Regions from separate parts of the Mus musculus genome. Here region 1 is linked to region 2. A link is a contact called in public HiChIP or PLAC-seq data. All regions are on one chromosome and are shown on one strand. Each heading gives the region's core, a stretch centred on a gene start, on an enhancer-like site or on the middle of the called end of the contact. The rest is flanking DNA. Distances are from core to core; before and after follow the strand shown. Region 1 has its middle 63 kb from the start of Mir124a-1hg. Region 2 overlaps Msra (methionine sulfoxide reductase A).

Region 1 (5,291 bases), core at 1,079-3,578, 260 kb before region 2:
TGAAGGTGCTGATGGACAATGGCCTCACTCTGGTCAAATTCCTCTGAATGTGACAAGTGATCTCCCATGTTTAAAAAATGTTGTGTGGGAGGTTGGAGAGATGGCTCATTGTTTAAAAGCACTGCTCTTCCAGAGGTCCTGAGTTCAAGTCCCAGTAACCACATGATGGCTCACAATCATCTATAATAGGATCTGATGCTCTCTCTGGTGTGTCTGAAGACAGTAACAGTGTGCTCACATACATAAAACAAATAAAAACATCTTAAAGAAAAAACCGATGTGCATTAAAGAAAAACTTAATTCTGTTTTTTTTTTTAAAGGTCACTGGAACATTGCCTGCAGTCCAATTTTCTCCTTAATCCTCACTGCTCACATATTAGCTATTCTATGTGAGGAGATAGAGGAGAATTATGGGAAATGGGTAGGAGAAGAGAATTAGAATTACAGCAGCAAGAAAAAGATACCCAGAAGCCCTCTGCTTTAGACAAGAACAAATTCTGCCTGTTTACTCACACAGACAACTGTTTAAGACTTGGATGTGGGACTGTCCTGTTCTTATGATCCAGAGTCCAGGCATGCCACATAGGACACCTGTCAGGTTGTTCATCTCTAGGTGTCACATGTAGATATGTAGACAGAGTCAGGGAAGACTGTTCTGTTGGCATAGATTCTCCACCAACCCCTAGAATGGCAAAGGACCATTTGAGGCAGGAAAAAAAATAATCCATGATCTAAGATCATGTGTCCTTGAAATGTTCCTGGTCTTAATTTAGTTTTTGATGTAATTACACAGTTTTACCAGGGTCAGGGTTCGAGGAGAGCAGGAGAAAATCTGACAAGTACATTCTAACATGATGGGGGATGTGAACTGGTCAAGCCTTCAGTCTCGGGGCTGCTGTCAGCAAATGGGGTGTGTCAAAGGCTTCAGAGTGGTAGTGTGTCTGCAGCGTGGGGAGGGAAGCCATTTCTCTTTGGATTTGAAAATCACTTCCTGGCAAAAGCAGCAAAATTGTAAATTCCCAGTCTGCTTTTAGTTCTCTGGGGAACACAGTATTACAAAGTGGAGGGAGGCAGGGACAGAGGAGGGCGGGGGGATGCGAATGTGAATATCATGGAGGAAAAAAAAATGACCAGTCCTGACATGATTCACAATGAGCGACCAAGCAGAAAAGCAGGCACTTGCTCTTCTTTAAGTATACCAGGTGAAGACGGTTTTTTAAAAAGCTGACAAAAAGAGACAAGATATTTTCTGAAATTAATACTAATCACGCTGACATCAGGAAGCAACCATTCCAGCACAGAATGGCCCAGAACAAGAACACAGCCTGGAACTGCGAGACTGGCAGAGAGAAGAAAATGAACTGTCCAGGACCAGACAAAGGCTGTGCTTTGTCACATCTGATTAAGGCTTTCTACCCATTCCTCAATGAGGAAAGATTGGAAGTTACCCTGAGAGCCCTGCCTTGGATTTCCTGTTGTTGTTTAAGTTAGCCCTACACAGGAATTCCTCTCTGCTCTGTGTGAGATACATTCCAAGATCCACAGTGGGTGCATGAGACTTTAACTAGTGTCATAGGCTACAGAGATTACATTTTTTTTTCCTTAGCAGACATAGGATCGAATTTAAAATAAATTAATTATAACAACGCACCGTAGCAAATGCCAGCAGTATGACCCCTGCACTTTAGGGTTATCATTGAGTAAGAGAAGGGTCATTTAAACACAAGTACTGAGAAACTAGACAATTGATCTGATAACCAAGATAGTACTAAGTAATAAAGGACAGTGTACTCTATTCCCTAGACAAAGGGCGATTCATGTCCCAGGCATGAGTGGGAGAGTGTAGGACTTTGTCACCATACTCAGCATGGTGCGCAATCTAAATTTTATCTTTGGGCTGGGGGTGTGTGGTCTTAATTGGTTAAGAGGATCTTGCAGACTGATCGGAGAGCCAGGTGGACTTTTCCAACCTCTGCAGAGAACACTGGAGTCCCGAGCATTGGCCTTACGGAAAATGGACTTAGCCTGGTGTATTTATGTGTCTCTGTGTTAGCTCATCGCTCTGATTCCACACGGAGCTGGTCCTTCAGTTTCAGTGTACTGCTTATATTCTATCATCGGATATGTTTTCCCTCAGCTTGTTGGTGTGTGGATATATGTGCAGCGCAAACCAGTGGTGTGTGTGTGTGTGTTATCTTCCTCACTCATTTCCTATCTTACTTTTTGAGACAGCATCAAAATATTGAGCCTGTAGCCCACCAGTTTGGTCAGACTGGCTGGCCAGCAATCTTCAGGGATCCCCATCTCTCCCATCTGGTGCTGTGTCTGCCCTGCTTTTTTATGTGGGTTTTGCTGGTCAGGCACAGGTTCTTATGCTCTCAGACAAGCACGCTACAGCCGGAGTCGTCACCCCTCCCCCATCCCCAGCTCTTTCTTGACAACTCTGAAGATTTCAGAACGTTCAGCCTAAGAATGGGAAGCCATACAGTGCGAGAACTCAGTCCCTCAAGTGGCTTTGCTCTGCTCAGCATAGGAAAGAAAGCAGGAGAAGGGGGGGGGGGTGGCGAGCGTGAGGAGAAAAGTTAGACACATGGCTGCGAAGGGAGTTAGGTGGGTTACTACTTGGGGACTATTTGGAACAAGGTGGGAATCATTTGTGAGGCTCAGGCAGAGCAGCCTGAAGCAGGGTCTGAGAACGTCTGCAGCCAGCTGGGGGCTGGCAGGGTTCTCTTTGAGAGGCATCCCTTAGTGTTTATAGATCGATTAGTCTTCTGACTTGTCTAAGTCTTTCCTCACAACATCTGTTTATCGGCCCTCGGGCAGAGCAGTTGCACTGCTAACATGTGCCCTTGTCAGGGACACTTTGTGACAGACATGCTCCCTTGCAACATCTCCTGGAAACTGGTATGCCTGCCAGGCTGCCATGTGTTCTGAGACTTGATTTTTTTCTTTTCTTTTCTTTCTTAGTTTTACAATTTTTTTTTGGCATGGTGTGCATGTGTGCTAGAATGAATGTTTTGAATAGTGTGTGCACCTACGTATGGGTATATGTGAATACAGTGTTTAATACATGTTTTTGTATGTGTCTGAGCACATCCATAAGTGTGTGTGTGTGTGTGTGTGTGTGTGTGTGAATGTGTGTTCACAAGGATGTGGAGACAGAGGAAGGTTGATGTCAGAAACCAACCTCAGTGACTATTCTTCAGCCTTATTCATTTAGAACCTTGAGCTCAATTAAACCTATGAACTACTGATATGGCTAGTTTGTTAATTTGCTCTGGGGATCTCTGGTAGAATCTTTTGGGGCTGTAATTAAAGGTGGATCACCACATTTATATGGCATAGACATGGGTTTAGAGGGCTCTGAACTCTAGTCCTCGTGCCTGCTCGGTAGACATTTAACCAAGGAGCCATCTCTTCAGGACTGAGGAATGAGAAGATAGGTAATTCTAGGCAAATTCCCATGGAGTCTGAGCTAGCTCTCATTTTTAGTTAATCGCTTCGGGGTTTGACTTTGTGAAAGCAACATGGCTGTAAGATTCTGTAGTCACTACTGGCTCTTTAGATCCTTTCAGGTGAGCCCTTTCCTTTAGCTCTATTCTAGCACCAATGAATTGGAACATTCCAGGTCATTTCCCTGTGAATCTTTCATGAGGTGTTAAGGTTTGGAAATGTCCTCCAAAGGCATGGATGCTGATGGTTGGTTGGCTCTCCAGCCTGTAGCGCTATCAGGATTCAGTGGAACCTAAAGGAAGGTGGGGCCCAGTGGGAGGAAACTGGGGGCATGCTCTGGAAGAGGACATTGGGACCCTGGCCTTTTTCCTTACTCTACTTCTGGGCCACCACGGGGTGAGCAGCATTGCTCTGCCACCTGCTCCTTGCCGTGACACTGCCTCAAAGCTGTGAAGTCAGCTGGCCACAGACTGACCACCTCCGCAACAGCAAACCTCACTAAATCTTCTCTCTCTTAAAGCTGAGAATCTTGGGTCTTTTGCCACGGCTATGGTGATTGGGCATGCACACAGCTGGTGCATCTGTATTCTAGAGAGCAAGTACTTCTGGGAAAAGAGTCTAGACTCAATTTTCTGTGACATTTTCATAGATTCAAAAGGCAATTTGAGAGCATTTCCACTCTGGCAGTGTCTGTTACATGTGACGGAACTGCAGGCCAGAAGCATGTCCCCCTGTCCTCCTCCCGCCCATCATACCCCACTCTCTTTCTCTTTGCCTCTGTTTAATGTATCTTGTTAAGCCTGCAATCTTAGACCTTTAGGCTCCTGTGCATAGCACTCAGAAATGATTCTATGCAGATCTGGATATAATTAAACTTGCTTTTCCTTAACAACATGGTAAGATTGGCATTTTAGCATCCCAAGTTCTTTTTTTCTCCCCTGATAGATTATTATTATTATTATTAATTCAGATAAAGCCAGTGTTGTATTATTTTGAATGCTGGGAGAATGGATTTCTTTTCTTTTCTTTTTTTTTTTTTTTTTTTTTAGTTTGGAGTTTGAGGCAATTAGAGCCACAAATTAATTTCTCACATTAAGAAGAATGTTCCGTCTTCCGGTCTGCACCTGCTCAGCCCCCATTTCCAGTCATCTGGAGGCTGCTACCCTAAACAGGAAGAGGAAACACACATGCGGGGACAGAGGGAATCACTAATGGCTAATCAATAACCAGGCAGTGTTTCAGAGCTCTAAAGAGACGTGGTTCAGGATTACGAAAAACCAGGGAGGGGGGGCAATTAGTTGTGGTTTCACTTGTGTGGGGGTTACCGGAAAGATCCTGAACTTATTATCAACCATCAATACCTAAGTCTAGTGACTTCAAACCCAGCAGTGAGTCACTGTGCCCATCTTCTCTCTCCTCCCTTCTCCACAACCATGCTTCTTCTCTTGAATTCCAGCCTCTGTTCAGGTGTCAGCTTCTGCGCCATCATCAGAGTTGGATGCTTTCCTGCTGATCTGCTTCCGCAAGCTGTTAGGGACCAGGGTTAGCTGTTTGTCCAGGATCCATTCTACCCTTCTCCTGTGTCTTGCAACACCATCAGACTTTCACTTGGGGATGTTATTTTGAGGTTAGGGTAAAATACACTCTACCCATTGCCCAAGTGGTGGGTCCAGACTAGGTAAGGAGAATCAAAGCAACCCTGTCTTCTTTGCCACAGAGATTGTCTGAGAGGCCTCATGAGTGTTTGGCCTTCACCTATCTCTGTTGTTGGCTCAGGATGAGCTCAGATGGAAGCCCTGAATTAAAATAGAAACATATCCTTGATTAGGGGTGATAGA
Region 2 (5,094 bases), core at 2,567-5,066:
TTTCAGAGCACACATGGGTTTGCAGGGAAATGAAGCACAAAGTGGTTGAATAGATTTCCCATGATACCCAACCCCTCCCGACACTTGCACACTTATTCCCTGCTAACACTTGGCACTGTTGTGGAAACTTGTTTTCACTGATGGAATAACACCAGTATGTTACTATTAGTTACTGTCCCTGGTTTACATCAGGGACACTCTTGTGTATATGTGTGTGTGGTGGGTGTCTGCAATCTATGAGCTTTGACCAGCATATAAGAGAATTATTTACCATTGAAATGCCATAACACATAGTGCCCCTGTTGTAGAATGTCCTGTATCTCTATTTATGTCCAGCCCCACGACTTTTGTGACCACTGAGTGACTCCTTGTTATGTTCTGGATTTTGGCTTGTTGTTAGACACATAGTAGTGTCTCCTTGTTTTGCTTTACAACTCTCGACTGCTGTGATCTGGAGTGTCTTTCTCTGTGCGTTTTTGATCTATAGATCTTCCTACCAGAAGAAGACCAGAGTGGCTCTAGAGATGTGGTTTTCAGTCCTTCAAAGGAGGCTTTTTATTTCCAAACTACTGAAGTATTATCTTGTATGTCTTGCTCACTTGTATTGGTCTGACACTGGCTTGTACACTTGGCTTTCTCCCCCCTTCATTTATTTGCTAATACTCTGCTGTTTTCTTAGTGGATCATAGACAGTTTCCCTGACTTCACACTCTCTCTATTCCCTAGCCTTTCCATTTGTTCTCATTATGTACAGACAGAAGTGAGCGACTTGTATCCCAGACTACCACAGTCAACCGTACATACGTCATACATGTATACCACTCAGAGAACCATGGAAATACATGGCCCAGTTCTTTTTTTATAACACATTCAGTGATAGAATAATAAGGTCATTAAGGGCAATCAGCATTTTATTCCATCCTTGATTATATTCCTGATTATAGTTTGTTGTCTTTCTTAATATGAAATATGAAGCATGTCTCTTCCACCTTTGATGAATACCAGCATGGTCCTGGGCTGCAGTGGGAAACCTTGTCCACAGCCTGATTGCGTATTGTTTACCCCACCCCCTCCCTGGTAGGGTAATCATGGCTCCTGACACTTCCTGGGAGGACACAGCACTTAATCACGTAATTATGTTTCTGGATGGCTGTCCTAAACGATGGGAAGCACACCCTGCCAGCAGCTCACGGACAGAGTTAATTTGGAGAGAGACAACTAGGCAGTGTAGACATGACTAGATTTTGCTTTTTTCTCGCTTGTCCTTCCATCAGGGCACTGGCCCGTGAGCAGAGTGTGACTCGGGCTGCAGGCTGCACTTTTCCAGGGATGAAGCTAGTTCAGTCATTCCTGAGAATTACGGAAGGGCTCAGTGTTCAACCTGACCTGTGCTCATGGCCACAGCTCTGCATAGCAACAGAGACCAATAGAAATGGACACTGGGCTCTGAGGATCAGGGTTGCATCCTGAAAGTCCCTAACACCTGCTAGGGGACCTAGACTGAGTCCTGTGGGGCCTCCTAGTATGCCTGCCTTATCTCGCAAACAAGGAAGAAGAGTATAATAGTGTGGCCTATTCAGTGCAGTGTTCCTACTAAGACCAAAGGGCCAGGCATTCCTCATCTATTCATTCAGAAGCATGGACTTGGACTTGTTCAGTGCTTCAAGTATTGATTGGTCTTCCCTCCTCCAGGAACCACCTCTACACCCCACATCCCTCGTCTACCCCATTCCTCTGGCAGGCTTTCTTTATGGCATTTACTACACTGCAGTGGCTCTTTCCTGCTGGAGTAGGAGTCTCTTCAAAGCCTTAGTGCCATGTAATAAACACTGGATGCATTAAACAAGCAAATGAATAGCTTCGAGGGTGAACCGGCAGCATCGTGTTAAAAGACTCCATGGCCTCATGGAGAAGACAGCATGCCTGTGAACTGCAATGAGCAATTCATTTATTCATTTTCAAACAAAATGAGGCACTTCATTCACATTTCATGAAGTCACTTTTATTGACTCTTAGGATATTTGAGTGCAATGTGTATTGCTGAAAACACGACTTCTAAAATGAGTAGAGGAGATATGGAGAGAATTTACTCCTGGGTCTGGCCATTATCCACTTGTAAGTCTTGGCTTCCTGTGATGCCCCACCCTCTCCTCCATAAAGTATGCTAGTCACTCAATCCACATGCTCACAGCACTGTTGGTTGCCTTCCTTACTCTAGTTCTTTCTGTGTTTGTCGAAGGTGCATGCATGTTCATGTGTGTAGGTGTGTGTAGGTCAGAAGACAACGTTGGGTATTAGCTTCAAGCACACTACCCATTGAGACAGGGTCTCTTATTGGCCTGGAGCTCATCAATTAGGTTAGACTAACTGGCCAGTGAGCCCCAGGGGCCTTCATGTCTCTGCTGTCCTAAAGCTGGGATTTCAAGCACAAGCTAGCATGGCTGGCATTTGTACATGGGTTTTAGGGGTTGTCAAATTTAGGTTCTCCAGCTTGCAAGGCAAGCATTTTACCAACTGAATCATTACTCTAGCCTGCCTGTCTGTCTATCTATCTATCTATCTATCTATCTATCTATCTATCTATATCTATCAAATCTATCACCTATCTATCTCCTCCCCCCCTTATCCTTTAGAGAAGGGCCTGATATGTAGTTAAATTCTCAGTAAACTATCATTACTAGGTTAAGCAGGTGCTCTACCAAGTTCTGCATGAAAAAGAAAAAGACAGTAATGCAGGTCTCAGAAGTGAGAACATCTCAGGTGCTTCTTTGCCACCACGGGATACTAATACAGTGTGGGGACCCAGTATTCCTTGTAAGAAAGACTACATGGCAGTTTCCTTTTCTCTTCTTTCTCCTTCCCCTTTTCCTCCCTTTCATTGTTTTAATTTTGACAGAACTCTGTAGTTCTGGCTGGCCTCAAACGGTCAATCCTCTTGCTTCCCCCTTCCAAGTGCTGATATTTCAGGTGTCTTAGTTAGGGTTTGTATTCCTGCACAAAACATCATGACCAAGAAACAAGTTGTAGAGGAAAGGGTTTATTCAGCTTACACTTCCACATTGCTGTTCCTCACCAAAGGAAGCCAGGACAGAAACTCACATAGGGCAGGAACCTGGAGGCAGGAACTGATGCAGAGACCATGGAGGGATGTTACTTACTGGCTTGGTTCCCCTGCCTTACTCAGCTTGCTTTCTTATAGAACCCAGGACTACCAGCCCAGGGATGGCACCACACACAATGGGCCCTCTTACCCTTGATCACTAATTGAGAAAATGGCTTACAGCTGGATTTCATGGAGGCATTTCCTCAAGGGAGGCTCCTTTCTCTGTGATAACTCCAGCTTGTGTCAAGTTGACACACAAAAGCAGCCTTTACAAGTGTGCAGTGCAATGCCCAGCTCATGCTGTGTTTTTAAACAAACTACACTGAGCCATCACATCCATCTCTATACACCTAGCGGAGCTCACCAACAGAAGAGAGTTGTTTCATGTTACCTTCCTAGAATCCAAGGATAATTCAGCTTCTAGCTGCTGAGACACAGTTTTACAGCGGTAACCTTCTCCCACCTCCTGGGACCCTTACTTTTAGTCTTCTGGAAGACATGCAGATTGGAACACAATGACTCTGAGCAGATAAGACATCCCCTGAAACCCACCTGCAGGCCGGCTCTCTGTTTTCAGCTGTCGTTTGTCTCCAGGTCTGAATACTTCTCCAGTGCCTGTATTGGCAGCTGAAAATGGAGTGCTAGCCAATGCCGGTACATTGTTACCGCAAAATGCAACTGGCCACCACACGTTGTGTTCAGATAATGGGCAAGAGGAGAATTTATCCAAACAATTGTGCTCAAAGAGACCACACTGCAGAGTGAGGCATTTAAATGGTTCCATTGTATGATTAGTCCTTTGTGGACTCTTCACTGGGAAGATAAAGGTTTAAAGGAATTCCATTTCTTAAAGAAACAGAACTTAGAATCAGAAATATGTTATGCTGTAAACCTGCCTCTTTAAAACCAAACCAAAACCGAAACCAACTGTATTACCAATGACTCCTGGATTGCTTTTTGTTGATTCTGTGAGGGTTTTGGTCACAGGACATACACAGTGTATGGAGACCAGGGATGGGTACTTAATGGAGTCAGTACGGTGGTGATGGGCATGGGTCCTAGAGACAGCAAGCATGGGAATCAGCTCACTCCCACTTTAGAGGAGAGTGTCTTCTCAGCTTCCTGGAGGCCTTGTTAAAAAGCATCAGAGCAGATTAAGTAGATTCATAGCACTGTGTCAGTGAAGGGAAGCGATGCTGGTTTTCTGGAACTGTACATTCCATAATATGATGTCGTTAGAAATATTTGTTTTGTTTTATATACCCATCTTTTAAAGTTTTAGTTATATTCCCACATTCTATTACAAGGAATAAAATAAAGTCCTAGACTTGATTGGTTATTTTGACCTTGAGATTTGAGCTGTGTTGTGTGTGTGTGTGAGGGGGGCGGATTAGGAGAGTTAGAAAGAGAAATAAATGGAAGGTGGGTGTGGTTATGTTTCATTGTATCCGTTATAAGATTCTCAAGAATAAACAAAAATTAATATAAAAATTAGCGTGCTGTGGTGGCTCATGCCTTTAATCCTAGCACTCAAGAGGTAGAGGCTGATGGTCTCTATGAATGTGAGACCAGCCTGGTTTACATAGTGAGTTTCAGGCCAGCCAGGACTATATAAAGAGGCCCTGTCTCAAAAAACAAATAAATAAAGTTCTCCCTGTTTCTTGCTTCTAGATAATGTACAGAGATGTGGAATCACCTGTAAAAGACAATGTGATATTGTGTGGGGGACTGTCAGGACGTCACATTTCTATTTATTAGAAACTGTCTCCTTTTGGAGGAATACAGGAAACAATCCATATTGGATGCATTGCCTTATGAATGTGATTAAATTTTAACCCAAGTTAATTATAGAGAGAATGGAAAAGGAAATTTACAGATTAGTGGTTGGCACCTTGGTGTTTATCACCTATGATACTGTCACAATGATGAAGGGGACAGTCACTACCAGCAAGTCAGGAGTTGTGAAGCCATATCAGAACAACTATGCTTCT

Evidence for each region. HiChIP or PLAC-seq counts read pairs in DNA pulled down with a chosen protein or histone mark.
Region 1: a contact with region 2 is called in an H3K27ac HiChIP or PLAC-seq map of extraembryonic endoderm stem cells. The contact joins two enhancer-like sites. A contact is called at or near these places in 3 of 115 datasets of contacts at active chromatin or transcription factors (embryonic basal ganglia, extraembryonic endoderm stem cells and large pre-B cells) and 1 of 9 other capture datasets (embryonic stem cells).

The regions. Positions count from the first base shown.
Region 1 is chr14:64,522,043-64,527,333 of GRCm38.p6, reverse strand. No RefSeq gene overlaps it. Among named protein-coding and RNA genes, the nearest start is that of Mir124a-1hg, 63 kb to the left of the region's middle. Within about 2 kb of position 2,328, at least 11 of the 459 cell types and tissues checked have an H3K27ac peak or open chromatin away from gene starts, as enhancers often do. A contact at or near this core is called in extraembryonic endoderm stem cells, where this site is marked.
Region 2 is chr14:64,264,508-64,269,601 of GRCm38.p6, reverse strand. All of the region lies in intron 3 of Msra (methionine sulfoxide reductase A), which reads left to right. It overlaps Gm41176 (a long non-coding RNA gene), which reads right to left. Exons shown (of 5, transcript XR_001781294.2): 1 at 3,656-5,094. Among named protein-coding and RNA genes, the nearest start is that of Gm41176, 6.5 kb to the right of the region's middle. Within about 2 kb of position 3,816, at least 29 of the 459 cell types and tissues checked have an H3K27ac peak or open chromatin away from gene starts, as enhancers often do. A contact at or near this core is called in extraembryonic endoderm stem cells, where this site is marked.